Linked DNA regions of Zea mays: region 2 is linked to region 1. The links are chromatin contacts, called in public Hi-C maps. All regions are on one chromosome and are shown on one strand. The core of a region is the stretch at or near the end of the contact, and the rest is flanking DNA. Distances in the headings are between cores, read along the strand shown.

Region 1 (7,758 bases), core at 5,117-7,616:
GACGGGGGAGAAGAAGATGTTCACCTCCTACGTCAAGAATAAGGATTCCCAAGATTCAATCATATTCGGTGATGGGAACCAAGGCAAGGTGAAAGGTTTAGGCAAGATTGCAATATCAAATGAGCATTCTATATCTAATGTGTTTTTAGTGGAGAGTCTTGGATATAATTTACTATCTGTCAGTCAATTATGTAATATGGGATATAATTGTCTATTTACAAATGTAGATGTGTCTGTCTTTAGAAGATGTGATGGTTCACTAGCTTTTAAGGGTGTACTAGACGGCAAACTTTATTTAGTTGATTTTGCAAAAGAGGAGGCCGGTCTAGATGCATGCTTAATCGCTAAGACTAGCATGGGCTGGCTGTGGCATCGCCGCTTAGCACATGTGGGGATGAAGAACCTTCACAAGCTTCTAAAGGGAGAACACGTGATAGGTTTAACTAACGTGCAATTCGAAAAAGATAGACCTTGTGTAGCATGTCAAGCAGGCAAACAGGTGGGAGGAGCACATCACAGCAAAAATGTGATGACCACATCAAGGCCCCTGGAGCTGCTACATATGGACCTCTTCGGACCTGTCGCCTATCTAAGCATAGGGGGAAGTAAGTATGGTTTAGTTATTGTGGATGATTTTTCTCGCTTCACTTGGGTATTCTTTTTGCAGGATAAGTCTGAAACCCAAGGGACCCTCAAACGCTTCCTAAGGAGAGCTCAAAACGAGTTTGAGCTCAAGGTGAAGAAGATAAGGAGCGACAACGGGTCCGAGTTCAAGAACCTTCAAGTGGAGGAGTACCTTGAGGAGGAAGGGATCAAGCACGAGTTCTCCGCTCCCTACACACCACAGCAAAATGGTGTGGTAGAGAGGAAGAACAGGACGCTAATCGATATGGCGAGGACGATGCTTGGAGAATTCAAGACCCCCGAGTGTTTTTGGTCGGAAGCTGTAAACACGGCTTGCCACGCCATCAACAGGGTCTACCTTCACCGCCTCCTCAAGAAGACGTCGTATGAGCTTCTAACCGGTAACAAACCCAATGTATCTTACTTTCGTGTATTTGGGAGCAAATGCTACATTCTAGTGAAGAAGGGTAAAAATTCTAAGTTTGCTCCCAAAGCTGTAGAAGGGTTTTTGTTAGGTTATGATTCAAATACAAAGGCGTATAGGGTCTTCAACAAATCATCGGGTTTGGTTGAAGTCTCTAGCGACGTTGTATTTGATGAGACTAATGGCTCTCCAAGAGAGCAAGTTGTTGATCTTGGTGATGTAGATGAAGAAGATGTTCCGACGGCCGCTATACGAACCATGGCGATTGGTGAAGTACGACCACAGGAACAAAAGGAGCAAGATCAACCTTCTTCCTCAACTATGGTGCATCCCCCAACTCAAGACGATGAACAGGTTCATCAACAGGAGGCGTGTGATCAAGGGGGAGCACAAGATGATCATGTGATGGAGGAAGAAGCGCAACCGGCACCTCCAACCCAAGTTCGAGCGACGATCCAAAGGGATCATCCCATTGACCAAATACTGGGTGATATTAGCAAGGGAGTAACTACTCGTTCTCGATTAGTTAATTTTTGTGAGCATTACTCCTTTGTCTCTTCTATTGAGCCTTTCAGGGTAGAAGAGGCCTTGCTAGATCTGGACTAGGTGTTGGCCATGCAAGAGGAGCTCAACAACTTCAAGAGAAATGAAGTTTGGACGCTGGTGCCTCGTCCTAAGCAAAATGTTGTGGGAACCAAGTGGGTGTTCCGCAACAAACAAGACGAGCACGGAGTGGTGACGAGAAACAAGGCTCGACTTGTGGCAAAAGGTTATGCCCAAGTCGCAGGTTTGGACTTTGAGGAGACTTTTTCTCCTGTGGCTAGGCTAGAGTCCATTCGTATTTTGCTAGCATATGCCGCTCACCATTCTTTCAGGTTGTTCCAAATGGATGTGAAGAGCGCTTTCCTCAACGGGCCAATCAAGGAGGAGGTGTACGTAGAACAACCCCCTGGCTTCGAGGATGAACGGTACCCCGACCACGTGTGTAAGCTCTCTAAGGCGCTCTATGGACTTAAGCAAGCCCCAAGAGCATGGTATGAATGCCTTAGAGATTTCTTAATTGCTAACGCTTTCAAGGTTGGGAAAGCCGATCCAACTCTTTTCACTAAGACTTGTGACGGTGATCTTTTTGTGTGCCAAATTTATGTCGATGACATAATATTTGGTTCTACTAATAAAAAGTCTTGTGAAGAGTTTAGCAGGGTGATGACGCAGAAATTCGAGATGTCGATGATGGGCGAGTTGAACTACTTCCTTGGGTTCCAAGTGAAGCAACTCAAGGACGGCACCTTCATCTCCCAAATGAAGTACACGCAAGACTTGCTGAAGCGGTTTGGGATGAAGGACGCCAAGCCCGCAAAGACTCCGATGGGGACCGACGGACACACCGACCTCAACAAAGGAGGTAAGTCCGTTGATCAAAAGGCATACCGGTCAATGATAGGATCGTTACTTTACTTATGTGCTAGTAGACCGGATATTATGCTTAGCGTATGCATGTGTGCTAGATTTCAATCCGATCCTAAGGAGTGTCACTTAGTGGCGGTAAAGCGAATTCTTAGATATTTAGTTGCTACGCCTTGCTTCAGGATCTGGTATCCAAAGGGGTCTACCTTTGACTTAATCAGATATTCAGATTCCGACTATGCTGGATGTAAGGTCGATAGGAAGAGTACATAGGGGACGTGCCAATTCTTAGGAAGGTCTCTGGTGTCATGGAACTCTAAGAAACAAACTTCCATTGCCCTATCCACCGCTGAGGCCGAGTATGTTGCCACAGGACAGTGTTGCGCGCAACTACTTTGGATGAGGCAAACCCTCAGGGACTTTGGCTACAATCTGAGCAAAGTCCCACTCCTATGTGATAATGAGAGTGCTATCCGCATGGCGGAAAATCCTGTTGAACACAGCCGCACAAAGCACATAGACATCCGGCATCACTTTTTGAGAGACCACCAGCAAAAGGGAGATATCGAAGTGTTTCATGTTAGCACCGAGAACCAGCTAGCCGATATCTTTACCAAGCCTCTAGATGAGAAGACCTTTTGCAGGCTGCGTAGTGAGCTCAATATCTTAGATTCGCGGAACTTGGATTGAATTATAGCATACATGTGTTTATGCCTTTGATCATGTTCATTCTGCATATTGTTGCGTATTTTGGTGCTCAAGTTGTACAAACACTCCCTGGACCTCACAAGTCCTTTTTGCAAGTGATGCACATATTTAGGGGGAGCTGTGCTACAACTTGACCCTTTGAGACTAACCATGTACTTGAGTTTGGTTGTTTTAGCCTCAAAGGAGGATTGAAAGGGAAAAGGTGGACTTGGACCATGCAAGACTTCCACTGCACTCCGATGAAAAGAGTAACTTTTCCAAGTCCATCTTTATACTCTTATTGCCTTTGTGTTCTCATTTGATGATTTTGGTGAGGCAATGGGGTTAAAGGGCCAAGATTGATCCCGTTTTGGTGCTTGATGCCAAAGGGGGAGAAAATAAAGGCCAAAGCAATAGATGGATCAACTACCACTTGAGAAATTTTGAAAATAGTAGATTAGAGCTTTTGGTTTGTCAAAACTCTTTTATTGTCTCTTATGTCAAAAGTTGGCCTCTTGTGGGGAGAAGTGTTGATTATGGGAAAAAGGGGGATTTTTTGGAATCCTTGATCAAATTTCTTTGGAAAACCTCTCTTTATGTCTCTACAAGTGGTTTTGACTTAGAGATAGGAATTTGAGTTTGATTTGCAAAAACAAACCAAGTGGTGGCATAGAGTGATCCATATAGGTCAAATTTGAATCAAAATAATTTGAGTTCTTATTTGAAGTGATTTTGTACTTGTTCTACTTGCATTATGTTGTGTTGGCATAAATCACCAAAAAGGGGGAGATTGAAAGGGAAATGTGCTCTTGGGCCATTTCTAAGTATTTTGGTGGTTTAGTGTCCAACACAAGTGCCTAAGTGTAAAATGGTGGACAAAGTACAAATCAAGAATAAAGGTATGTTTCTCAGACTTAGTACTTTGTTTTGTGGACTAATGTATTGTGTCTAAGTGCTGGAAACAGGAAAAATCCAATTGGAAATGTCTTGGCTCGGGCAGCCAAGAATCTGCTCAGTCTGGGAGCACCGGACTGTCCGGTGGTGCACCGGACAGTGTCCGGTGCGCCAGGCTGGTTCGAGCGAAGTGGCCGCTCTCGGGAATTCACCGGCGACGTACGGCTATAATTCACCGGACTGTCCGGTGTGCACCGGACTGTCCGGTGAGCCAACGGTCGGTCGGGCCAACGGTCGGCCGCGCGATCTGCGCGGGACACGTGGCCAAGCCAACGGCTAGAAGGGGGCACCGGACTGTCCGGTGTGCACCGGACATGTCCGGTGTGCCAACGGCTCCCGAATCCGCAACGGTCGGCTTCGTCATTTAAGGAAAGAAATCGGGCACCGGACACTGTCCGGTGTGCACCGGACTGTCCGGTGCGCCAGTCGACAGAAGACAAGATCAGCCTTCCTAGATTGCTCTCAACGGCTCCTAGCTGCCTTGGGGCTATAAAAGGGACCCCTAGGCGCATGGAGGAGTACAACAAGCATCTCCTAAGCATTCCTAAGCACCAAGACATCAACTCCGCGCCTTTGATTCTTTGCGATAGCGATTAGAGCTCTAGTTGAGTGGTGAACTCATTGAGTTGTGTTGTGAGCTCTCGTTGCGACTTGTGTGCGTGGTGTTGCTGTGATTTCTGTCTTGAGTGCGTTGCTAATCCCTCCCTTGCTCCGTGCTTCTTGTGAATTTCAAGTGTAAGGGCGAGAGGCTCCAAGTTGTGGAGATTCCTTGCAAACGGGATTGAGAAAAAGTAAGCAAAACACCGTGGTATTCAAGTGGGTCTTTGGACCACTTGAGAGGGGTTGATTGCAACCCTCGTCCGTTGGGACGCCACAACGTGGAGTAGGCAAGCGTTGGTCTTGGCCGAACCACGGGATAACCACCGTGCCATCTCTGTGTTTGATCTTGTTGGTTATTGTGTTTTGTTGAGATTCCTCTCTAGCCACTTGGCAATTATTGTGCTAACAATTAACCAAGTTTTGTGGCTTAAGTTTTAAGTTTCACAGGATCACCTATTCACCCCCCCCTCTAGGTGCTCTCAGGCTCCAGTATATGGGTACTATATTTAGGACCCGAGATACCGAGCCCTATAACCATTTGATGAAATTTTATAAAATAGGGCCGCTGTTAGAAGAATGTTTTATGGTTTTGAGCTCTATATTTAAAATAGGACCATGTTTAGAGCCTCTCTTGAAGATGCTCTTACGTGGATATTGTTGTAAGCCGTCGCAACGCACGGGCAACCGACTAGTAGTGTCTTAAATAATCAGATTACACTCGATTTGTTATAGTACATGGGAAATGAAAACGTAATATAGACATAATTGGTGTAGTAGTGTAGTGGTATAGGAGGGTATGCGCGAGAGAGAGGTTGCGAGTTTGAATCTCATTATTCATAAAATATATTATAACTTTGATTCAAAATAATAGTGAAAAATGATAGGGCAATGGGGTAAATAATAGGTAGGGTTGGAGAGTTGGTTCCTATAATTTAATAAAAAAATGTTTTGCTATTTTTTTTGTTTTTTTCGATTCTTAATTTGTCGAGTGTTTTTCTTCCGAGTGTAAAATAACCTTTCCCGAGTGTTTTAGACACTCGACAAAGAACGCGATTCCGGTAGTGTGGAGAGTTATAGTTGAATGTTTATTGAAGTTCGTTGAGATGTGTTCACTATATAGATAAAGTTGAGAGTTATAATTGAATGTTTATGAAACTTATTGAATTTTATTCTTGAATATCACTAGAAATATAAGGTTGATTTATTTATTTATTTATTTATTTATTTATTTATTTATTATATAGATATTTTTAATATTTTAAATGATATATAACATTTTTCTAGTATATTATTAAACCTAAAATCGTTTTTAATTAGTAATTAGCGATAAAATTAAGTTTTAAATGGTTTCATGGTACATATTTTTTTCTAGATATGGATAGTATCAGATGTTTCACGGTTTTTTCGAATACAAATATGAAATCGGATAGAGAAAAGTACTATAAATCCATTTGACATTCATATTAAAATCGAATACGGATACAGATATCTATATTATCAGTTTTAGCGAATACAAATAAAATAATTCGGATTTCCAGACATCCATTTCCAGACCTAAAAAGAGGCTAATGACGATTAGCAGAGTCTATTGCCATTTTTCCAAAGAGCTCACCATTATAATTTCAAAAACGCAATTGCGTGGTTCCCGTTGCCAATTCTCGGAAGCCGGCCGATGTCGAGTCCAAAATTGCAAAAATCTCTGCCGTGCCTCTCGTCTCTCTTCTCAGGCGCCACGCAAAACGTTCTCCGTTTTCCCTCTCCGGATCCGGCCCGCGGGGGCCAGGAGCTACCGATGATCCGGACCGCAACGGTGCGAGCGCGTCTCCTCCTATCGCGCTCCTACGTAGCACAGGTGCGCCATGCGCAACTGCGCATGAGAGGATTCCTCCGATCTCCGTGTAAATATATCAGCAAACACCTCCCGTGCACTGCTGATGCGCCTCTCTTTTTAATGGCTGTGCAGGCACAGGCAGCTTCTCGCTGGCCTCTCGTCCGCTGGAAGGCTTCGCATCTTGGATCTGTACGGTATATCCTCGTTCTACCTGCAGCTTTCTGAGCATCATCGCAGTAGCTGTGTGCGGCTGCGTGCCCTACGAGTGGCTATTGCTAGGCCGGTGCAAGAACTTCAGCGAAGGCTGTTAATTCTAGCAACTGGGACCACAGGAACCATTTTGTGTATGAAACTTTATTATATTTAGTTCAATGCTATTTGGCTCGTGTCCCAGGAGCATAGTGTTTTTGTTCTATAATCAGATTATTAACTTGAAAGAATGGCCTTTCGAGGAATTGAAAGAGCCCACTCAAGGAACGATTAAGAATTGATGTTTCATGTGGAATTGGGCATTTGTACTTTTTGTTTATAACGATCTATTTAGTGAACCAAAGAGTTGTTACACTTGGTTGGTATTTTAAGTACTCTACACTGCTTGATATGCTACTGAAGAAATGCGATGAGGTACTTGACACAACCTTGCCCCCTAACATTTTTACTCAATAAAAAAACCCTTTTCATGCCTGTTATATGGAAGGCTAGATATGAAAACAATGTAAAATTGGACCCAGCAAACCATGTTTGTAAAGCTCTGCTTATCGTTTTCTGAACTCATGGGTCATGATGATCCACCGAATGACCAAATCACCTTGACTCTTTTGTTTCAAGCACCCTGATAAATGGTATTATTTCATATCCTCTGCGCATTTTTTTATATTCTGTTCACTGAATACAAACATCGCTATTTATGCAGCTCTTTCTATCAGATGGACATTACAAGGCAATACAAAAATAAAAGTTTGACTGCAAGAGGGTGCCATAGCTCCCCTGAGAGTCAAGGTCATCTTCATATACATTGGTTTCTTCAAAGTTGTCTCTTACTGACTGAAATTTATCTCACCCAGATTTGAGTGCATTAATGCTTTCATCAATTTTATACGTATTAGGCCTTGTTTGAAACCCTAGAGCTAATAGTTAGTAAGTTAACAAATTGTTAGCTGGGCTAAGCTAGCTAATAAACTAATTGTTAGCTGTGAGTTAGCTAACAATTAGCTGGGGGCGTTTGGAACCT
Region 2 (6,813 bases), core at 532-3,031, 240 kb before region 1:
GCGCCCTCTGGCGAGAATGGGGTGGCGCGGAGGTGGAGGCATGAGGGGAGAGAGAAAAAAGTAGAATGACAAACGAGGTGGTAGCAACTGAGGTGAGGACTATCATTTTCATGCGGAGGTATAGATGGCTAAATGGACCGTGTCTGGCGAGCTGACCCGAGGCACGACCCATTTAATAGTGTCTGGGCTAACCCGACACGAGCGTCGTGCGGTGTTTGGGCCATAGCCTCAGCCCATAGTGCTGGCCCGGCATGGTTATTATTTTTTATTTTACAAAAAAAATCATATATACATATGTACAATTTATATTTAATATTATAAATACTTGAGCATTATGTTCTACTAGTTAGACAGTGTCTTCCACCCTTCTTCCATCAGGGTGTGGGTTCAAACCCCACATCCTGCTCTGCTTTTTAATATTTTATGCTGAGTTGATTTAGAAGAAATGTAGGAACTTTTTTGTAAAAAGATGACGCAGGACGACCGTTGAAACTGGTGTTTTAAGTATAACTAGTCGGTTGCCTGTGCGTTGCGACGGCTTACAACAATACCTACGTAAACTATCCATCAAAAAAAATCAAGATTTTTTATTGATTGTCTCCGCTCTCTGTATAATATATTTTTTGATTTGGCTAACTGATGTTATTGTTTACTCCATGCAAATATGTCCTGGTACAATACGACCAATGAAGTGAGCGATTAGAAGAGAGTTCACAACGATTGACTGAATGAACAGAGATTATAAAATGACACAACTCTATCATATAGAGACCAAATAAGAGAAAGTTTGTGAGATCAAGTTTATAAAATAAGTCCCATGAAGTCAAACTTATAAAAAAGATAGATCAAAATATGGAGTGATTGCTAAAGTCCGGCATCAATAAAAACTGGATGTGCTCCATATAAATTACGCTAATTCGTAGCAATTACTAACGTTTAAAACCAACAAATAACCTTTCATTTTGCTGTTAGTGTGACAAATCATTGCTGCTCCATCTAATTCAGCAACCTCAAACACCATGTAGTCAATTGCGTCAATGTGGTCTCAGAAACGACTATTGCTTGCAAGAGCAAAGAACGTCGTGCCGTGCTTGGGCTGTAGCCTCGGCCCGTAGTGCTGGCCCGGCCCAACACGATTATTTTTTTATTTTACAAAAAAATGTATATACGTATATACAATTTATATTCAATATTAAAAACATATTAGCGTGATGTTATACTGTTTAGACAGTTTCACTTAGTGTCTCCCGCCCTTCTTCCATCAGGGCATGGGTTCGAACCCCACCTCTTGCACCGTTTTTTAACATTTTACGCTGATTTAATTAAATGGATCGACGGGCTAAAGGGCTGGCCCAACACAATTAGCAGGCCGGCATGACATGCATGTGTCATAGTTGTGGCCCGCGTGCATCTACCCGTGTCGGGCGTTGTTACGCTGATTTAATTAAATGGATCGACGGGCTAACGGGTTGGCCCGACACAGTTAGCAGGCCGGCATGACGTGCCTGTACCATAGTTGTGTTCCACGTGCATCTAGGCCGTGTCGGACGTCGTTTGACGTCTATAGACGTGCATCAGATTAATTTGAAATAGCCGTGGGGGTTATTTGAAAAAAAATGGCGCGTGACGACCGTTGAAACTGGTGCTTTAAGTATAGTATAGATATAGAGAGTAGAGATTATAGAAGAATTTGATTGGGAGGTGGGTGAAGGCGCTAGCCGTACAGCCAGGGACGGATTCAGGCCTTCGGCCCATGCCCCGGGGCCTGGCCCATCTAAGTGTGTTAAGCCCATATCGGATATGGACCCCCCCCCCCCCCCCCCTTTTTCAGGCGCTCTCCATCATTTCTCTCTCCTCTCCTTCCGCCCCCGACGCCACCAAAATCGGAAAATCAAAATGCGACCTTCAGAGAAGAAGCACAAAAGTATGCATGTACAGGTACAGTTTAGAATGGGCCGGAATTAACTGGTCACAATTTGCTCCCGAAAGGAGCCAATTAATCCCGTGGTTGGTGCCGGAAACATATTGGGCCGTCCCACAGCAACGCGCCCAGACAGGTTGCCTCATGCTCATGCATCACATTTCTGAAGCCGATGCCAACGTCAAGTCTGCAACTGAGAAATTATGACCATTCCTACTTGTTATTATTTGGATTCACTGAAGCTAAAGTGTAACCAGCTAGTTTATCTGAACAACTTCAGCTAAACTTTTCTATATATGGTAGTTTTTCATTTCAACGCTGCAGGAACACCGGCGCATTTTTTGGGTTTTTTTTAAACCGTGTCTGATCGGAGCGCGCAAAGAAGCGAAGCGAAACAGGCACGCCTTCGCTTTTTCCCAACGAGCCTGTTGAGCACCAAATTGAGGTGCGGACAGTCCGGCCATAAGGCCGGACGGTCCGCGATCCGGACGGTCCGCACCTGTGGGCCGGACGGTCCGCGCACGTGTAGAACAGATTAGGGTTCCGAGTTTTTCGCTGCGTTTGTTGGCGAAAATCCCGGGATTTGCTCGGAGTTTTGACGGTAAAGGGTCCAACCCCCCTCCTCTATAAATAGAGAGGTCTACGGCCGATTTATAATGAACAATCGAATCAACAACTTCTATTTCGCATTTTATTCTAGGAGTAGTTCTAGTCTAGTTTAGGTTTAGCCCCTCGATCTCCAAATTTTTCGCCTCTCTTCGACTCTACGTCGATTAGAGGAGTCTAGGTCGGTTTACCCGAGCCTATACAACTCATAGGATCTCTCCTCCCCGACGGGGTCCCTCCCGGGAGCGAGATCCAGGCTGCCGCCGGCGACTTCCGCCGCCCCTGCGCACGCGCGGACCGTCCGGCCCTAGGGCGCGGACCGTCCGGTCGTCAGGCAGGGAACCCGAGCTCCTGCACCAGGCCGCGGACCGTCCGGTCCCTGTGCGCGGACCGTCCGCGCCTGACCAGAGAGCACCGCCGTCTCGCGCCAGTACGCGGACCGTCCGGCCCTGTGCCGCGGACCGTCCGCGCCTGACCAGAGAGCACCGCCGCCGGTTCTTTTGAAGTGATTGGCGCCTCCAAAAAGGTGTCAACATACTTTTTGGCGACTCCGCTGGGGAAAACACATCTAAGCTCATCAAATCGGCCCTCAATGGCCGGTTCAAGGGATAGCTCTGATATTTCTCCAAGCAACATCATAGAGCCGACTTGGTAAACCTTGCCGGCTGACGAGCAGCTCCAGTTCGAGGAGCACAAGGAGCGGATGATCCAGGAGGCGAAAGCAAAGTTCTTGGCCAACTTCAAAGTGGACAGGAACAACAAGGTCGTCCGATATCGGGCGACGGATCCGGCTTCGCTCCAACCACGCCAGATATCCCCAATGTAAGTAATACCAACGATCTGCAATCTCTTAGAAATTATGTAGAAGATCAGCGTGAACAAATGCAGAACATCATAGGGGGTATGCAAAGCGATCTTAAGAGACTAGTACGTGCATTTGATAAATCTAGTATCGCCAATTTTCCTTCGCACGAGGTTGAGTTAGGAGGTAACACGCGTAACACATCGGCTACAGGTTGTCACGACCAGTCACAACCCCTTTATGGGATGCCGATGGACACGTACCCTGAGCAACCGCAAATCGGCAGCAAATCAGCCGATCTGCACATGCCCGGACCGTCCGCACGTGAGCGCGGACCGTCCGGACCAACAACAGTCGGGCCTATTTTTAATGAGTTACCTAGTGAAAGTCGCCTAGAGGGGGGGTGAATAGGGCGAAACTGAAATTCTTAAAAAATAATCACAACTACAAGCCGGGTTAGCGTTAGGAATATAATCGAGTCCGCGAGAGAGAGCGCAAAACAAATCGCAAGCGAATAAGGAGTGTGACACGTAGATTTGTTTTACCGAGGTTCGGTTCTTGCAAACCTACTCCCCGTTGAGGAGGCCACAAAGGCCGGGTCTCTTTCAACCCTTCCCTCTCTCAAACGGTCCCTCGGACCGAGTGAGCTTTCTCTTCTCAATCACTTGGAACACAAAGTTCCCACAAGTGAAAGGATCACGATGCCCAAGAGGGGGGGTGAATTGGGCTTTTCTAAAAATCAACACTAATTAAAACCTAAGCAAGAGCTAACCAAGAGCCCAACTTCACCCCAACAACTAGCACTAAGAAAATAATACTAGAAATGTAACAAAGCTAAGATAATGCTTCAAATACTTGCTAAACAAATACACAAAGTAAATAGCTTAAATTAAGTGCGGAATGTAAAGCAAAGTTTAGAAGACTCCTCCAATTTTTCCCGAGGTATCGAAGAGTCGGCACTCTCCACTAGTCCTCGTTGGAGCACCCGCGCAAGGGTATCGCTCCCCCTTGGTCCTCGCAAGAACCAAGTGCTCACTACGAGATGATCCTTTGCCACTCCGGCGCGGTGGATCCCTCGAGACCGCTTACAAACTTGAGTCGGGTCACCAACAAGATCTTCACGGTGATCACCGAGCTCCCCACGCCACCAAGCCGTCTAGGTGATGCCGATCACCAAGAGTAACAAGCCATAGACTTTCGTTTGACCAAGAGAAGCCTAATGCAAGTGGTGTGTGCTCTAGGTGGCTCTCACTAGCGCTAATGAGGAACAGGCGTGGATTATGATTCTCTAATCTCCTCACAAGGCTTTTGGTGCTTGCAATACTCTACCAAGGTGCTGGAATAAATGTGGAGAGCAAGACTTTGAATATGGTGGGTGGAAGGGGTATAAATAGCCCTCACCCACCAACTAGCCGTTACAGGAAACTTGCTGCGCGATGGCGCACCGGACAGTCCGGTGCGCCACCGGTGCGCCAACGGTGCGCCACCGGTGCGCCAACGGTCACTTCCAACGGCTAGTCTTGACACAGAGCCGTTGGACTCATGGCGCACCGGACAGTGAACAGTTCACTGTCCGGTGCACACCGGACAGTCCGGTGCGGTGTCCGGTGTGCCGCTAAAATTCATTTCCAAAGGCTGCGCTCTCGGGTTTCTGCGACTGGGAGAGTCCCTGCCGTGGATCAGCCTGGCCCACCTGGCAGAGGGTGCACCGGACAGTCCGGTGCACACCGGACAGTCCGGTGCCCCAAAGCCAGAAACACTAAGTCTTATTTTTCAGCTGATTTTCAAATCGGTTTTCGTTCTAACTTTTGTGTGAGTTCTAGAGTGACACCTAGCACTGTATATGAGTGTGATTGTGCACCAACACTACACTAGAACTCTCTTGGTCAAACTACTCATCGACAACCCCTCTTTATAGTACGGCTAAAAGAGAATAAAAGACCTAACTAAATCGCGAGTGTCCACATCTCCTTGACACTCTGACTCCGTAGACCTTCACCTTTTGTTTCGTCGTTTTAGCCGTCGCTTCGAGTTCTTATCTCCTGGATTGTTTTCACCGTTGTAGTACTTCTACCTGTCATGCGACCTAACTTACCATTTGTCTCTGCAAAACACACGTTAGTCACATATAATATTACGTTGTCATTAATCACTAAAACCAACCAGGGGCCTAGATGCTTTCAATCTCCCCCTTTTTGGTGATTGATGACAACCCTACAAGTTTTGTGAGAGTAGTTTGTTTTGAAGATTCTGTCAATGGAGAGAATGGTTAGTTACACTCAGTAATTTTTGACAGAAAGGATGTGTACCATAATAAATAAGAGTGAGCGCATACACATCATAAGATTCTTGTTCATATAAAAGAGAAAGTAAATTAATGAACCAAAAGCTAGAAGACTGGTGATATGATATAAGGTGAAAACGTAATACACACAGTCAACCAAAAGCAACGAGAGTATATGACGAGTTTGTGAGCCAAAAACATCAAGCTAGTACAGAGAGTAGCAGGCACAAATATTACATCAAAAGGACACTGACTCTCTACCAACTCTCTAACTCCCCCTAGCTCTCACAACTCATATCTCTCCCCCTTTGGCGTCAAACACCAAAAGGGACCCGATCCTAAACATCGGAAGCAGGAGGAGGCGGCGGGGGCGCATCCGGACGAGGTCGAGGTAGCAGAGCGAACGCCGACGGAGGGTCAGAGTCAGTCTCGGATCCAGGATCTGCGGTAGAAGCTGGAGCTGGTACTGACTCGGATGCAGCCAGCGCTGCAGGAGCTACCGGAACAGAAGCAGTCACAGATACTGCCACAGCGGTAGTGGTAACAGCAGATGCTGGAGGCACTAGCGGCTGTGGGCAGACAGAGCTGAGGACCGGAGAAGTGAACGCCAAGGTGACCGGCCGGAGCGGAGAGGTAACAGCAGGGGGTGCAGACAAGATCGAAGGCACCACTGGAGCGTGAAGCGAAGAAGGCGGAGCAGACTGAACCGGAGGTGCTGAGATACCAGAATGCTGAAGCATGAGGGCCATGAATGTCCTATTCTCTGCCCTATCCTGAATAAGCTGCTGCTGAAGAGCATCCTGCCTGTCCTGCATGCTCTGAAACATCGAGAGCATCGTCTCGGATAACCGTGCCTGCTCGGCTGCCAGGTTGGCTAGAATCGCCGCAAGAGCAGGGTCCATAGCCGGAGGAGGAGCAGGGGCAGCACGCGAACTCCCAGCCTCATGATCATGAGAGCGTGGAGGCATAGGAGGTGGAGGCGAAGGAGGAATCCCAAAATCATCATCATCATCATCATCAGCTGCTGTACCCTGGGTGTCAACCTGTCGAAGTGCTGCATCCTCGGCCTGAGTGTCAAACACAGGAGCATAAGCTGGCACTGGAATCTCAGGAGCAGGACGGTAAGATCCAAACACAAGGCGTGAGGCCTCAAGGGTACTCTGAAAACGAGGTGGCTGGATCAGCTGCGCAAATATGTGG

Evidence for each region. Hi-C and Micro-C count contacts between places; a contact is called where the count stands out from the background.
Region 2: a contact with region 1 is called in a Hi-C map of tassel, with 3 times the contacts expected there. The contact joins the enhancer-like site here to the promoter of LOC100282599 in region 1. A contact is called at or near these places in 4 of 25 Hi-C or Micro-C datasets (ear, leaf, tassel and 1 more).

The regions. Positions count from the first base shown.
Region 1 is chr3:216,967,690-216,975,447 of Zm-B73-REFERENCE-NAM-5.0, reverse strand. LOC100282599 (pterin-4-alpha-carbinolamine dehydratase) reads left to right here and starts at 6,366. Exons shown (of 7, transcript NM_001155507.3): 1 at 6,366-6,548; 2 at 6,660-6,721; 3 at 7,441-7,526. The coding sequence starts at 6,489.
Region 2 is chr3:217,201,974-217,208,786 of Zm-B73-REFERENCE-NAM-5.0, reverse strand. No RefSeq gene overlaps it. Among protein-coding and RNA genes, the nearest start is that of LOC103651394, 27 kb to the left of the region's middle. Within about 2 kb of position 1,781, at least 17 of the 20 cell types and tissues checked have an H3K27ac peak or open chromatin away from gene starts, as enhancers often do. A contact at or near this core is called in ear, leaf and tassel, where this site is marked.